2 separate regions of the Ovis aries genome follow, and region 1 is linked to region 2. The links are chromatin contacts, called in public Hi-C maps. All regions are on one chromosome and are shown on one strand. Each heading gives the region's core, a stretch centred on a gene start, on an enhancer-like site or on the middle of the called end of the contact. The rest is flanking DNA. Distances are from core to core; before and after follow the strand shown. Region 1 overlaps ST3GAL2 (ST3 beta-galactoside alpha-2,3-sialyltransferase 2). Region 2 holds the start of FCSK (fucose kinase).

What was found. A called contact is a pair of places that touch in the nucleus more often than the background predicts.
Region 1: a Hi-C map of hypothalamus shows a contact between it and region 2, with 2.8 times the contacts expected there. The contact joins the enhancer-like site here to the promoter of FCSK in region 2. A contact is called at or near these places in 11 of 16 Hi-C or Micro-C datasets (blood, hypothalamus, liver and 6 more).

The regions. Positions count from the first base shown.
Region 1 is chr14:1,205,610-1,211,990 of ARS-UI_Ramb_v3.0, reverse strand. It overlaps ST3GAL2 (ST3 beta-galactoside alpha-2,3-sialyltransferase 2), which reads right to left. Exons shown (of 7, transcript XM_060398225.1): 2 at 5,381-6,381; 3 at 2,963-3,156. The coding sequence starts at 5,719. Among named protein-coding and RNA genes, the nearest start is that of ST3GAL2, 37 kb to the right of the region's middle. Within about 2 kb of position 4,715, at least 5 of the 54 cell types and tissues checked have an H3K27ac peak or open chromatin away from gene starts, as enhancers often do. A contact at or near this core is called in hypothalamus, where this site is marked.
Region 2 is chr14:1,155,355-1,161,468 of ARS-UI_Ramb_v3.0, reverse strand. It overlaps FCSK (fucose kinase), which reads left to right and starts at 3,976. Exons shown (of 24, transcript XM_060398216.1): 1 at 3,976-4,011.

The DNA of each region.
Region 1 (6,381 bases), core at 3,466-5,965, 50 kb before region 2:
GAGGCAGCAAGGGGAGGGCGTGGGGGCTGGGGGCTGGGCAGAGCCATCAGCTCACTTTAGCTCAGCTCAGCCCTCCTGGTGGGGCTTTCATCCATCCTGTTTCCAGGAAGGGAGGCCTCCCCACTGGTTCCAAACCAAGACTTGCCTATAAGCAGTCACTCTCCATTGCCATCTGGCTGCTTCCACAGATCGGCTGAAAGCCACTCCTTGCACAAAGAGATGGGCATTTAACTAGTTTGGTGTGGGGGCCAGGCATATTTTTTAAAGCTTCCATGTAACACTAATAATGTGCAATCAGGGTTGACAAATACTCACCTACAGAAAAACTCAAATCTTTATCTGCAATTTCATATAAGTAAGTTATTGATACTTCCATATTTATCATAATATCTACCATTTTACTCAACTGTGTTATTAATTCTACAAGTTTGTTGGTTTATTCATATTATCTATAAGTAAATTTTTTTTAATCCTGTGCACAATTGCCACTTTTGCTGTTCATTCCTTGCTTTACTTCCTTCCTAACTCTGAGAATTATGTTAAATAATGCTGCAGAAAATATCCTTCTTTTCCACTTGATTTTAATAAGAGTATCTTTAGACCTGTCACTATTGAGGGTTTTTTGGTCATTGATATGGAATATATGTTAAGAACCCTGGAGAAGGAAATGGCAACCTACTCCAGTACTCTTGCCTGGAAAATCCCATGGATGGAGGAGCCTGGTAGGCTGCAGTCCATGGAGTCGCAAAGAGTGGGACACGACTGGGTGACCTGACATCATGACACCCACAAAGAAATCGTGGTGTCAGTCCATAACACCCGCCTCCTAGCCTGGTTCCTGTGAGGGAACGTCTGTGAATCTCTCTGCCTGACCAGGACCAGGCATCGCCCAGGTCTGCTGCAGCAGCCACCTGTTTCTGCCCACTGTGCTCCACTCCCTGGAGCTTCCCAGCCATCCCGAGGGGCATGGTGAAGCCCTGCAGGAGGTGGAGAGGCCCTGCAGGCAGCACCTACAGGCGCAAGAGAGCCCTTCCCGGGCTTCCCAAGGGTCCCACGGCTGCTCTGGCCGTCCACCTGTCCCCCATCTCAGCCACCGTCTGAGGGGGAGAGGTCCCCTCCGGCTCCCAGCCTGCCTCTCTTGCTATCTGGGTGTTAGCAGCCAGAAGATGGGGAGGATCTCAGGTGGCTCCAGGGGCCTGGATTTGAATTAGCAGCCCCCTCTCCCCTCCACTCTTAGCATCTGTCCCCGCCCTTAGCATTCCCCCTCTCCCTACTCTTAGCATCTCCCCTCTCCCCCTACTCTTAGCATCCCCCCCATCTCTTAACATTCCCTTCTCTCCCCTACTCTTAGCATCCCTTTTTCTCTCCCCCCCTTAGCATCCCCCCTTTTCTCTCCCCACTCTTAGCATCCCTCCTCTCCCCCAACTCTTAGCATCCCCCCTTTTTATCTTCTCCCACTCTTAGCATCCCCTCTCTCCCCCCTCTTAGCATCCCCCCTCTCCCACACCACTCTTAGCATCCCCCTTTTTCTCTCCCCACTCTTAGCATCCCCCCTTTTTCTCTCCCCCCTTAGTATCCCCCTCTCTTCCCCATCTTAGCATCCCCTTTCCTCTCTCCCCCTACTCTTAGCATCCCTCCCTCCCCCACTCTTAACATCCCCCCTCTTCCCCACCCTTAGCATCACCCCCTCTCTCCTCCCCACTCTTATTTCTTAGCATCCCCCTTTATTTCCCCCCCACTGTTAGCATCCCCTCTCTCTCTCCCCCCACTCTTAGCATCCCCCCTCTCTTCCACCCCCACCGCTCTTGGCATCCCTGTCTCCCTCTCTCTCTCCCACTTCTAGCATTCCCCTCTCTCCCCAACCCCCAACGCTCTTAACATGAGCAAGGTTTTGCAAGGACTGTGGAAAGCCTCAGAGACATATTGCTGCTTTGGTGTTGCTATGGAGACAGCAACAGTTTCTAAGACAAAGCCCTTCCTTCCGCCTCCTGTGAAATCTGGTCTTTCTCAATGCTCATCCTAAGAGATGCTTACTGAAAACTGGCATTTCCAGAATCTTTATTCTCAGGGTTCTCCCTCCACCCAGGAGTGAGAGGGCAGGATCCCCCACGCGGCATTTCCTGCCCCCACGTCTCGGGGGGAAGGCGGAGAACACAGAAGTTCAGGGGCAGCACAGTAGCCTGTATCCGGGTCACAAGTCCGCCTCTAGTCCCTGCTCTCCTGCCCAGGCTCCCTGCTCTGTGTCTTTGTCTGGAATGCATGGCCTCCCAACCCTTCTCTTCTCCTCAAGGCTGAGCTCAGATGTCTGTGGAGGGAATGAGCCCTTGTACAGTCTAAATGCAAAAAGGTAAAGGGTCAGGGATGAGGGCCCAGAGCAGGCAACAACAGCTCCTTTTTCTGCCCAGGACACCCCTCTTCTGTCAGTCTGCCAGAGGGATCACCCACAGTTGTTTGGGGCCCACACTCCTGGCCCAACAGCTAAGGGGACCAGACGGGTGAAAGGACCTCTGGTGGCAGTTTTCATAAGACCTGAGCCAGGAGTCTGATTTTAGCTCTCTCCAGAGGTATTCAGAGTTGGAAGCTGAGTACAGGCCTCAAGCAAAGTTTAGAATGGGAATTGTGTCTCTTCATCCACAGAGGACAAGATGGTTGGATGGCATCACCAACGCAATGGGCCTGAGTTTGAACAGGCTCTAGGAGATGGTGGAAGAGGGGGAAACCTGGCATGCTGCAGTCCATGGGGTCACAAGGAATCGAACATGACTGAGAGACTGAACAACAATTAATTCACCTCAGAAACAAAAGCAAGACACGTGAGCTTGTCATGGAAGATTCTGGGAATCAGGGTCCTCCAGGACCCCCAGCAGCTGGCAATTCCTCCCACAGCTGGGCAAGGCCAAGGAGGCCAGCGCCCCTCCTGGAGGCTTGTCCCGTATCCAGCTGTGGGGTCCCTGGGACTCACCTCATGATGAAGTTGTGCCCGTCCACGTCAGGCCCATAGCCAGAGCCCCGCAGGTTGCCCGAGTTGCCCACCACGGCGCAGCGCCGGCACTGGCGGGGGTCCCGGAACCGGTAGGGATTCTCGCCTGGCACTATCTGGAACAGCTTCTCCAGCACCTCGTTGGTGTTGTGTGACTTGAACTGCGGCTGCAGCATCTGTGGAGGAGAGGGAGAAAACAGAAAGAGGGGTGCAGGGAGGGTGGAGTGAGCAGGAGGCAACTCCTGCTTGCTCCCCTCAGCCTCCAGGGTCCAAGCTGCGCAGGTCTCCTACTATCGTGGGGCGGGAATCCTCCCTGAGCAGTGAGGATCCTCCTGTCATTCAACAACACAGCGGTGTCCAGACTCTCAGGAGCAGCTCTGCAATATTGGCCGGACTCAGGGGTCAACGCGCTATTCAGCCTGTTCTTCAGCGGTCTGCAGGCCTGTGCCACAAAGTAGAGAGGCCCCTGCTCTGCGGTCCTCTCCAGGCAGCTGCTCTAGAGTCGTTCTGAATGCAGTTAATGAGGAAAGTCTCAGGGGAGCTTCAGGGACTCATTCACAGTCAGCCTGCAGGGGGCGCCCCTGGGACTCAGCCCGAAGCTCCAGGCGAGATCCAGGAGAGACCTGGAGTCCTCAGCCCTGGGGAAAAGGCTCTTAAGAGAGCATAGATATTCCTCAGAGTCAAGAGCTGGAAAGAAACTGGTCCCTCGCCCCTCTCGCCACCAGTGATTTTGAAGATTGTAAAATGAGGCCAGGGCAGCGCTTAAACGCCACGGTGCCAGACAGGTAACACACAGCAGTGAAGAGGCAGGTGGGGCCTATAGCAAACAGGAACCGCCATCAAAAAGGGGTGACTTCAGCCAATTGTTGCCTTGTGGGACTGTGAGAGGGACCAGATTTTCTAGTTTTTCAAGAAAAGCTGAAAATACAGATCTCATGTGAAATAATCTGATTTCTAAACGATGGCAATTAAGGCAAACAGTTTTAGAACACTGAGCTGGACTCAGCCCCCCGGCCACCGCCTCTAAGGGCTGTAACATGCCGTGGTCTGAGCCATAACGCTGCAGGTTTGCGGCTGTGTAGGAGCTGGTCGGGGGAAGGGAAAGCAGGAAGGGGATGGCGGGCCTGCTTCCCTGAGCACAGCAAGGGCCCCCAAGCACAAGAACAGGGACTCAGTGTGGAGAGGAAGCTTAGCTCTGAAACACGAGTTTCTAAGTTCACAGCAGAAGGGGGGTGACTGTGGGGAGCAGCAGGGAAGGGGCTTCTAGGGCTTGGACAGCTCTGAGTTTCATCCCTGTGGGCAGGGGGACCTGGTCAGCCTCTCCGTCACTGCCCAAGGACGGCTACGGTCCATCATGGCCACCTCTGAGACCAATGCCCTTGGGCAAGCCCTGCGCACTCTCTGAACCTGGATTTCCCCATAAAATGAAGGATGTGACTATGAGGAACAGGCAGGACCCTTCGAGGGCTCCATGTTGCCACGGGAAGGGCCGGTGTGGCTCTTGGTAGGTCCTGTCCTGTAGACTCCCCCTCCTCGGGGGCTCTGACAGGCTGGGCCAGGGGCAGGATCTGTGAGTGGCTCTGATAGGCCTGATTGCACGAGCTCATTCTCACAGTTGCCCTGAATGTGAGAAAGAGGGAGAGTTATCACCCTCCCCATTTGCCAGCTGGGGAGACCAGGGAGCATGCAGTGGCTCCCCAGTCCCTCAGCAGGGAGCGCTGGCAGCCTGCGGGGCCCTGGGTAAGGACTGACACGGAGCCACTGCTGACATGTGTGGCGACCAGATGGCCCTGGTGGAGCCTGTGGAGCAATGTGCCAGAGACGACGGGAGGAGGGGAGGGAGCCGAAGCAGCAAAGAGGTGACAGGGTCCAGAAGAGTGCCTTCCTCTCCTCCCTTACCTCAGCCCCCAAAGGACCCGACGCCACTTTCTTATCCTAACCCTGAAGAAAGCCTTTTCTAGCAAGCGGAGAGAACCGACTGAATGGAACAGTGTTTCTAATTATCTGGGGCAAACATTTCCAAACAAGGAAGCGGCCAGCGCGGCAACAAGCACTGGAGCTGAGCTGCCACCTGCTTTCTGAAGGGCAGGCCTTGCTGCTGCCACGGGCCTCAGGTCTCAGCATCTTCTCCCCGGGGACCTGCCTCCTGTTTATTTCACCTCCTTGACCCGGCAGGCATTTCTGGTCTCTGTCTGGCCTCTACAGGCGCGAGGAAATGTGAGTTCTCTCCCCTTGCCAGCCAAAGCTTGCTCTACCCTTTACACTCTGTGCTGGTCCAGTGAAGGGTACAAAGGGTGCCGGGAGACAGACGGCCCAAATCCCAGAGGGGGCTCTCAGGGGGTCTCCTAAACAGAGGGGACAGACCCCAGAGAGGGGCAGCAAAGGCCAGGGCTTTCTCACCATCCACCACCTCTGGACGTCGGGGGGCAGGTCCATGTTCTCCCGAGTCCAGACGGGGGAGATGTTGCTGTTGAAGTGGCTGTCGAACCACTCGGAGGCACCGGTGTCGCCCATGCAGCGGCGACAGGCGCAGGTCTTGCCGGCCGGCCCCTCCTTGCTGAGGCGCTGCAGGCCGGCGTAGCCCGGCACCAGCTTCACCCGGGGAGCCCCGTCCAGGGCGCCCGAGTCCAGGTAGGGCAGGGTGGCCGTGCTGTGGTGGGAGCAGGTGAAGAGCAGCGACATGACGAACGCCAGCAGGAAGGCCATGGAGAGGAACCACACCCGCAGCGAGCACTTCATGGTGTGCGCCCCGGGAGCTGGGCTCTCAGGCCGGCGGCAGGCGGGCCTCACCACGGCCACTGCTTCCCCAGCCCGCCAGCAGGCCAGCTACAGCGCAGCCCGCGTGCTCTGGCACCACGTGCAAAGGACATGCGGGCGGGCGCCGAGCAGGGACCGCGGCAGGGGCCCGCACATGCGCCCTCGGTGCCAGAAACGTCTGGCGGCGGCAGTGGCTCCTGTCCCGGCCGCCGGCCCCACTCACGGCTTCATCAGCTCCGTCTGCCACTAGCTGGGCCACAGAGGCTCTGCTGCTTCCGGAGCCCCGGCAAAGAGGTCAGTCCATCCCAGCCCTCTAGTCCCTTGGGGTTGCTGGCTGCCAGCTCTGGGGGTCCCCCTCTTTGGCGGCTTGAAACGATCCAGTCTGCAGCATTCGGGGTCCTTGTGGTTCATGAGCAGATGCTGAGGCGGCCCCTCGTCCCCCGCAGCAGGGAAGCCCTTGAACCCCAGTCACAGCAGAGAGCACGTGGGCTTCCAGCAGCCGGAACGTCATGAAGTCTTCCCCTCTCTGGGCCCAATGCCTCTGCCGGGGGAGAGAAAGGAACTGAGCCCAATCTGGAGAGAAGAGGCTCAGGAATCTCTGCGGGCGCCGGTAAACTCTTCAGGGACAAGGTCCTCCTGCCGTT
Region 2 (6,114 bases), core at 2,727-5,226:
TCCCTCAGTGGCGTTTATTTTAAGTTGAGGTGAAATTCACGGAACATAAAATTAACTATGATAAAGTATACAATTCAGTGTATTTAGCGCATTCACGGTGTCTAGAAACCAGTACCTCTAGTTCCAAAACCTTTTCATCACCTCACATGTTATAATATAGGATAGTCACAAGAAAACCCTGTACCCATTAAGCGATCACTCCCCATTCTTCCCACCCCCAGCCCCTAGCAACTGAGCTTGCTTTCTGTCTCTATGGATTTAACACTTTTGAACACTTCATATAAATGGAATCACAAAATAGTTAGCAATTTTTGCCTGAGTTCTTTCATTTTGCACATTTTCGATTCATCCATGTTGCAGTATGCATTAATATCTCATTATTTTTATGGTTGAGTACTATTTCATTGTATGAATATATATATACACACACATTTTGCTTACTCAGTCTATTTATTTTAAAGTTGTGGGGATAAAATAAACCCATTTATCTTTATTTAGTGGATCTTTACCTCTCCTGAAGCAACACTTGTTAACATCCTATGTTGTTGTTTAGTTGCTAAGTCATGTCTGACTCTTTGTGACTCCATGGATTATAGTCCACCAGGTTCCTCTGTCCATGGGACTTCCCAGGCAAGAGTACTGGAGTGGGCTGCCATTTCCTACTATATCCTACTATTAATATATAATCACATCCTATAGAATATATATACATATATGTGTATATATGTACATCCTATAGCATGTATACAGATATAGACACATCCTATAGCAGCACTCTTTGGAAAATACTGCATAAGATATTTGGAAAAGGCAAGTCAGGCTTTGGGGAAGATGGCCACTTAATGATAAAGTACACTTAATAGCTCTCCAGAAAGGGTTACCTATTTGGTTATCCTATCAGGTCTGGATTTTGATTATTTAAAACCATACCCGGGACTTCCCTGTCAGTCCAGGGGTTAGGACTCCACGTTTCCACTGTAGGGGCACAGGTTCCATCCCTGGTCGGGGAACTAAGGTCCCGTAAGTCATGTGGAGTGGCAAGGAAAAAAAGGAGAAAAAATAATCAGCTGCTTCAATTTCTCCTTGAAAGACTGGTAGGAGAGTTTATTATCCTCTCCTCACCTTCATCATCTAGCTCCCATCTCTCCAGCAGTTCCCCTGCAGTAAATGCTCTTGGTAATATGCTTTCATAGGGATGGACCACCCATTCCCCAGCTGTCATGAGTGCTGGCTGCTAGCATCTCATAGCTGACTCCTTCTCCGGAGAACTGGTATCAGTCCCTGCGAACCGCTTTGCCTGGAGATGCCCAGGAAACTTTGCTCCTCTTTTCCCTGCCTCCCCCTGGCCCACCCGTAGCCAACGACCGGCGTGGGGTACAAGGTCCAGATCCCGGCTTCTAAAATAAGCCCTGTGGTGCATTTTATGCTCCTGAGATCCCCAGAGGATGAGACTGAGGCTAGACTTAGCTAAGCCATCTTTGGTTTGCTTTTTCCCCTGCCTTATTCTGTCTCTCTCACTACCCTAAAAAGTCACTCCCACAAGAATCCCTCTGTCTGGTTCTGCATCTAGGGAACTCAGCCTAAGATACCCCTGGGTAGCCCTGACTCCCAGAGGGATATCCTGCAGCAGCCACTCGTCTCATGCAGGGTCCTGCAGATTGCAACTCCTCCAAGAAGCCTTCCAGTCTTGCACCCTCACAGTCTAGCAGCATGTTCAATAAGGAAGTGGGATGCCTACTTGGACTACCCGCATAGCTCAGCTGGTAAAGTATCTGCTTACAATGCAGGAGAACCCAGTTTGATTCCCGGGTCAGGACGATCCACTGGGGAAGGGATTGGCTACCCACTCTAGTATTCTTGGACTTCCCTTGTGACTCAGCTGGTAAAGAATTTGCCTGCAATGCAGGAGACCTGGGTTCGATTCCTGGGTTGGGAAGATCCCCTGGAGAAGGGAAAGGCTACCCACTCCAGTATTCTGGCCTGAAGAATGCCATGGACTGTACAGTCCACAGGGTTGCAAAGAGTCAGACACGACTGAGCGACTTTCAGTTCACTTTACTTCTGGATGCCTACTCCGTGCCAGGGACGTGCTAGACCGTTAGGCAAATACTGTTGTATTCTTACAGAGGAAGAAACTGAAGCTCAAAGAATTTGAGTGGTTTGCTCACACTGTCAGAAAGTGATGAGAACTGGAGAGGATTTGTCTGATTTCGAACCCTAGAATCTATCCTATATTATAACATCAGAATTTTTTTTTTTTTTTTTTTATGGCTCTGTCTACCCAGATCATGGGGGGTAGAGAGCTACACGTTTTTGTGTCTGCTGCTGACAGGCTGCACTGAGGACTTGATCTCATTATAAAAACCTCTGTGAATATCTTTACTAGTGGCCTTGGAGCCCGACCCAGCGAGCCTGCCTGCCCTAGGATGTGGGGGGAAGCCTTTGGCCTCTGAGCAGGAACACTGTTTCCCTTGAGCCACCCCCAGGGCTGCAGCTGCAGGCACCCCTTCCTTCTCCTCCACTGCAGAGCAGGGTCTGCATTGCTAGGAACAGCTCTCCTGGAGGCTTCCTGGTTCACAGGAGGAGGAGTGGGTGCTGAAGTGCAGGAAGAAGGAGACCTGGGCCAAGTGAAGAGAGGGGGTGACTCCAGGGGGAGAAAGGGGGATGGAGAGAGGTTTGGGGGAGGAAGTGGGGGAGTGGGAGCCGAGCACGGGATTGCTCTTTATTCATTCCATCATTCAACACATTGTTTTAACCACGGACGATGTCCCAGGCATGTTCCAGGCATGTTCCGGTGACTGAGGATACAACAAGGAATAAACCACTGATTCAGCTTTAAGGGGGCCACGCGGGAATAACAGCAATACTCATAACAAGGGTTAGTAATTTTGGAGCATTTACTATGGAGTCAAGAATTTATCTTATCCTCATAATAATCTCAGGCATTTGATACAATTATTACCCCATTTCACAGATAAAGAGTATGTGACACAGAATAGCCACGTGACTGGCCAAGGTTACAAAAAGTGAGTGGAATGTCACATTTTTTCTGAAACTCACTGCTTGGGCCTCCCAGGCTCCCTATTAATGACAGCAGTTTTGTAAAGTACATTCTCATAAGAAAAATTCAAGTAGTGCAAATGAAGTTCAAGGCCTCCCTGCCCCTGCCCATTCCTGGCAGTATCCTCCTCCGGGTGCGCTCCTTCCAGTCCTGTTCCTGTCCAGGTGTACTATTATGTCCACAGGCATTATTTCTGACATGAGTAGCTTCCCATACATAATGTTCTTTAACAAAATGTCTTGAACATTTTTCCCTGTTGCATATGTCAACCTAGCCAATTATCTCTGTTGCATAGTATTCCGTTGTATGGCTGTGCCTAATTTATTTTTTCAGTACCCTGAGCGCGCGCGCGTTTCCACTTTTCCGGGATTACAAACAATGCTGCCATTCATAACTTTTCCAAAAGAGCCACACATCTTCTCACTAGCGTTGTGACGTTTCTACCGGAAGGACCCACGTGACGAACCCGTGCAAGCCTGGTCAATTGCCAATCGGACGGTGATCGCTTACGCTGGGACAACGCCTGTGGGTTTTTTCTCCGGGTTTGATTTCTGCCTCTGCGGAGCAGAGAAGCGGCCCGTTCTGCCGCCTCCGCAGGACTCCCCGGCCCCGGGGTTAAACAAATGCATACACCCCAAGCCTGGAACTCGAGCCCCAGGAAACGCGTTCTGTCTTGGAGCCGCCCTGGCTCCTCTGGGAGTTGTAGTTTTGCTGCCCCGCGGAGCCGCCGTCTCCGCTCCACACCCCGAATCGAAGGGGCGGCTCACTGCTCTTTAGGAAGGCGTGGCTCGGACCCTGTCTGAGGACCCGCGAAGTCGCCTGGAGCTGGGAATCGGGAGGGACCACCCCGGGCGGGGAGAGCGCTGAAACTACACTTCCCAGGACGCGCAGCGAGGCATGCGCCGCCCCGCCTTAGAGAGCTGGCGGCGCGGGGCGCCGGGCGCAGGCAGGTACGTGGGTGCGCGCGGACCCGGCGCCGCGCCGGTGCCCCCAGCCGTTTCGCCGACCCCTGCCCGCCTCTTGGGCCCTCAGGACTGAGCTGGGCCACTGGCTGCCCGTTTCCTTACAGGGAAGAGTCGCTTCGAAGTCTGCCGGCGCCCCCGAGCGCCCGCTTGCCGTAGGGTGCCTGCAGGCCCCTCATCCCGTTGGCCCAGGTCTTCTTACAGGAGCTCTGGGACTTGGGGACGCCCGGGACAGGGACTCCAGGCGGCTGGGCCGCTGGGTGCCGGGCTGGTGACTTTCCCTTTGAGGTCACTTTCCGTGCCTCATTTTACCCCGTCGGGTCTCGTCATTATCCGCTCATCTCAACTATGTTTCCTTTGTGTGATTTGCAGTGTGATCTCTACTTCCAATCACCTTCCTTCTCCCTTCCTTTTTCCCCAGAAAGCAAATCAGATCCCTCCGGGAAACTAGTTTTTCCCCTTTAAAATGCAAAATCACTGCCCTACTTCTCTTCAGGAAGCAAGTATGAAGAGGCCTTATTTTATTCTGTCCCTGACTCCCCTTCCCTATCCTAATTTTGGGCAGCATGTGGCTGAGGGCATTAAAAACCTTTTCAACTTGACCTCAGTGGGTGAAGTTCTATTGGAAGTGTGCAGAATGTTGGAATAGAGGCCTTAGTATCTAAGATCTCCTAAAGAAATGTTAAGTATGACAGAGGGCGTAGACTCCAGGAGAGAGGGCTTGTTTCTGCAGGGTGCATAAGGACATGAATTTTGGAGCTGGACACACCTGACCTGTCTGTACAAGCTGTATGACCTTCATTATCCCCATTACCTAAATGAGAATCTGAGCGACCCAGGCCCTAGTCATGACTGCAGTATCAACTAACATTTGTGAACTGGACAGAATACTTCCCTGGCAGTGGTGTTGTGAGGATGGAAAATCAGTGTCTTAACCATGGGTCAGGGTGAGTGGGTGAGCTGACTCTAACAGCTGTCATCTTTAATGCCATCCTCAATTCGCTGTCACCTTGTACTGGGCGCTTTGCATCTATTTAGTACTTTTGCCTATTCTCAGTCCTACAAAGTAGGTTTGGTGTAATGGTAAAGAGAATGGACTTTGGAAAAAAGGTATCTGGGTTCAGATTTGGCTCTACCGCTTGCTAGCTGTGTGACCTCGGGCGAGTCAATCTCTCTGTGTCTCAGTTTCTTCATCTTTAAGGATCAAGAGAGTACTTCCCAGATATTTAGAGGTTCTTAGAGTGATTTTTCCTTTGATGGTGCCGATAGGAAAATGATGTACTTGCCATATTGGTTCAGGTCCTCAGGAAAGCAGGCAACAGGATGAGATTAAATTTGCAAGAGATTTATTGGGGGAGGGAGGAAGGGGAGGGACCTGGAGGAAGCTGGGAGAGCTGTCTGTTTGCATACCAGGCCCACTTCCTGTGACAGAACTCTGGAAGGAAGGCAGGAGGTATGCCCAGAAGCTGTCAGACTGCAGTGTGGTTCTGAGACAGCTTCTGTTGGGTTGAATGGGGTATTCTGGCACCAAGGAGGCCTCCCAGGGGATCCCCATCTTGTCTGAGCGGGTCTGTCTTCTTCCAGTTGTTGGTTGATGGGTCGCCGGGCCTCCATGTGAACGAGATGGGGGGCATCCGCAATTATGCTTCCTACCACCGGAGGCCAGAGCTGGTTAGGGGGTGCCAAAGGTCACACAGGGAGTGGGTGGCCAGCCCGGAATCCCCAGCCACACCCTTGACTGGGAAGGCCTCATGGGTAACTAGGGAATGCCTCTGACCTCAGACCCCTGGCCAAGATCTGCTCGGATTTCCCTCTGGATTCCCCTCCTGAGCTGAGTGGGGAGCCGAGCAGTTTCTGTTAGTGGTGGAGGCTTTCTCTGGAAGCTCGTGGGAGTGTGGGTGTTGCTAAGTGGCAGTATCTGTCAGCCTGCACCACGGCTTGTGGCAGCAGAGTCTGACACAGGAAGAAATGGACTGAGGCTCAGGTTCCTGCTGGCTCCGACTGGAATGCGGGTGGACTGTGAATGGAGGTGTGCTCAGGGCACCTCTGGGGGATCACGCAGCTCGCCCCACTGGCCCTCGCCATGCTGAG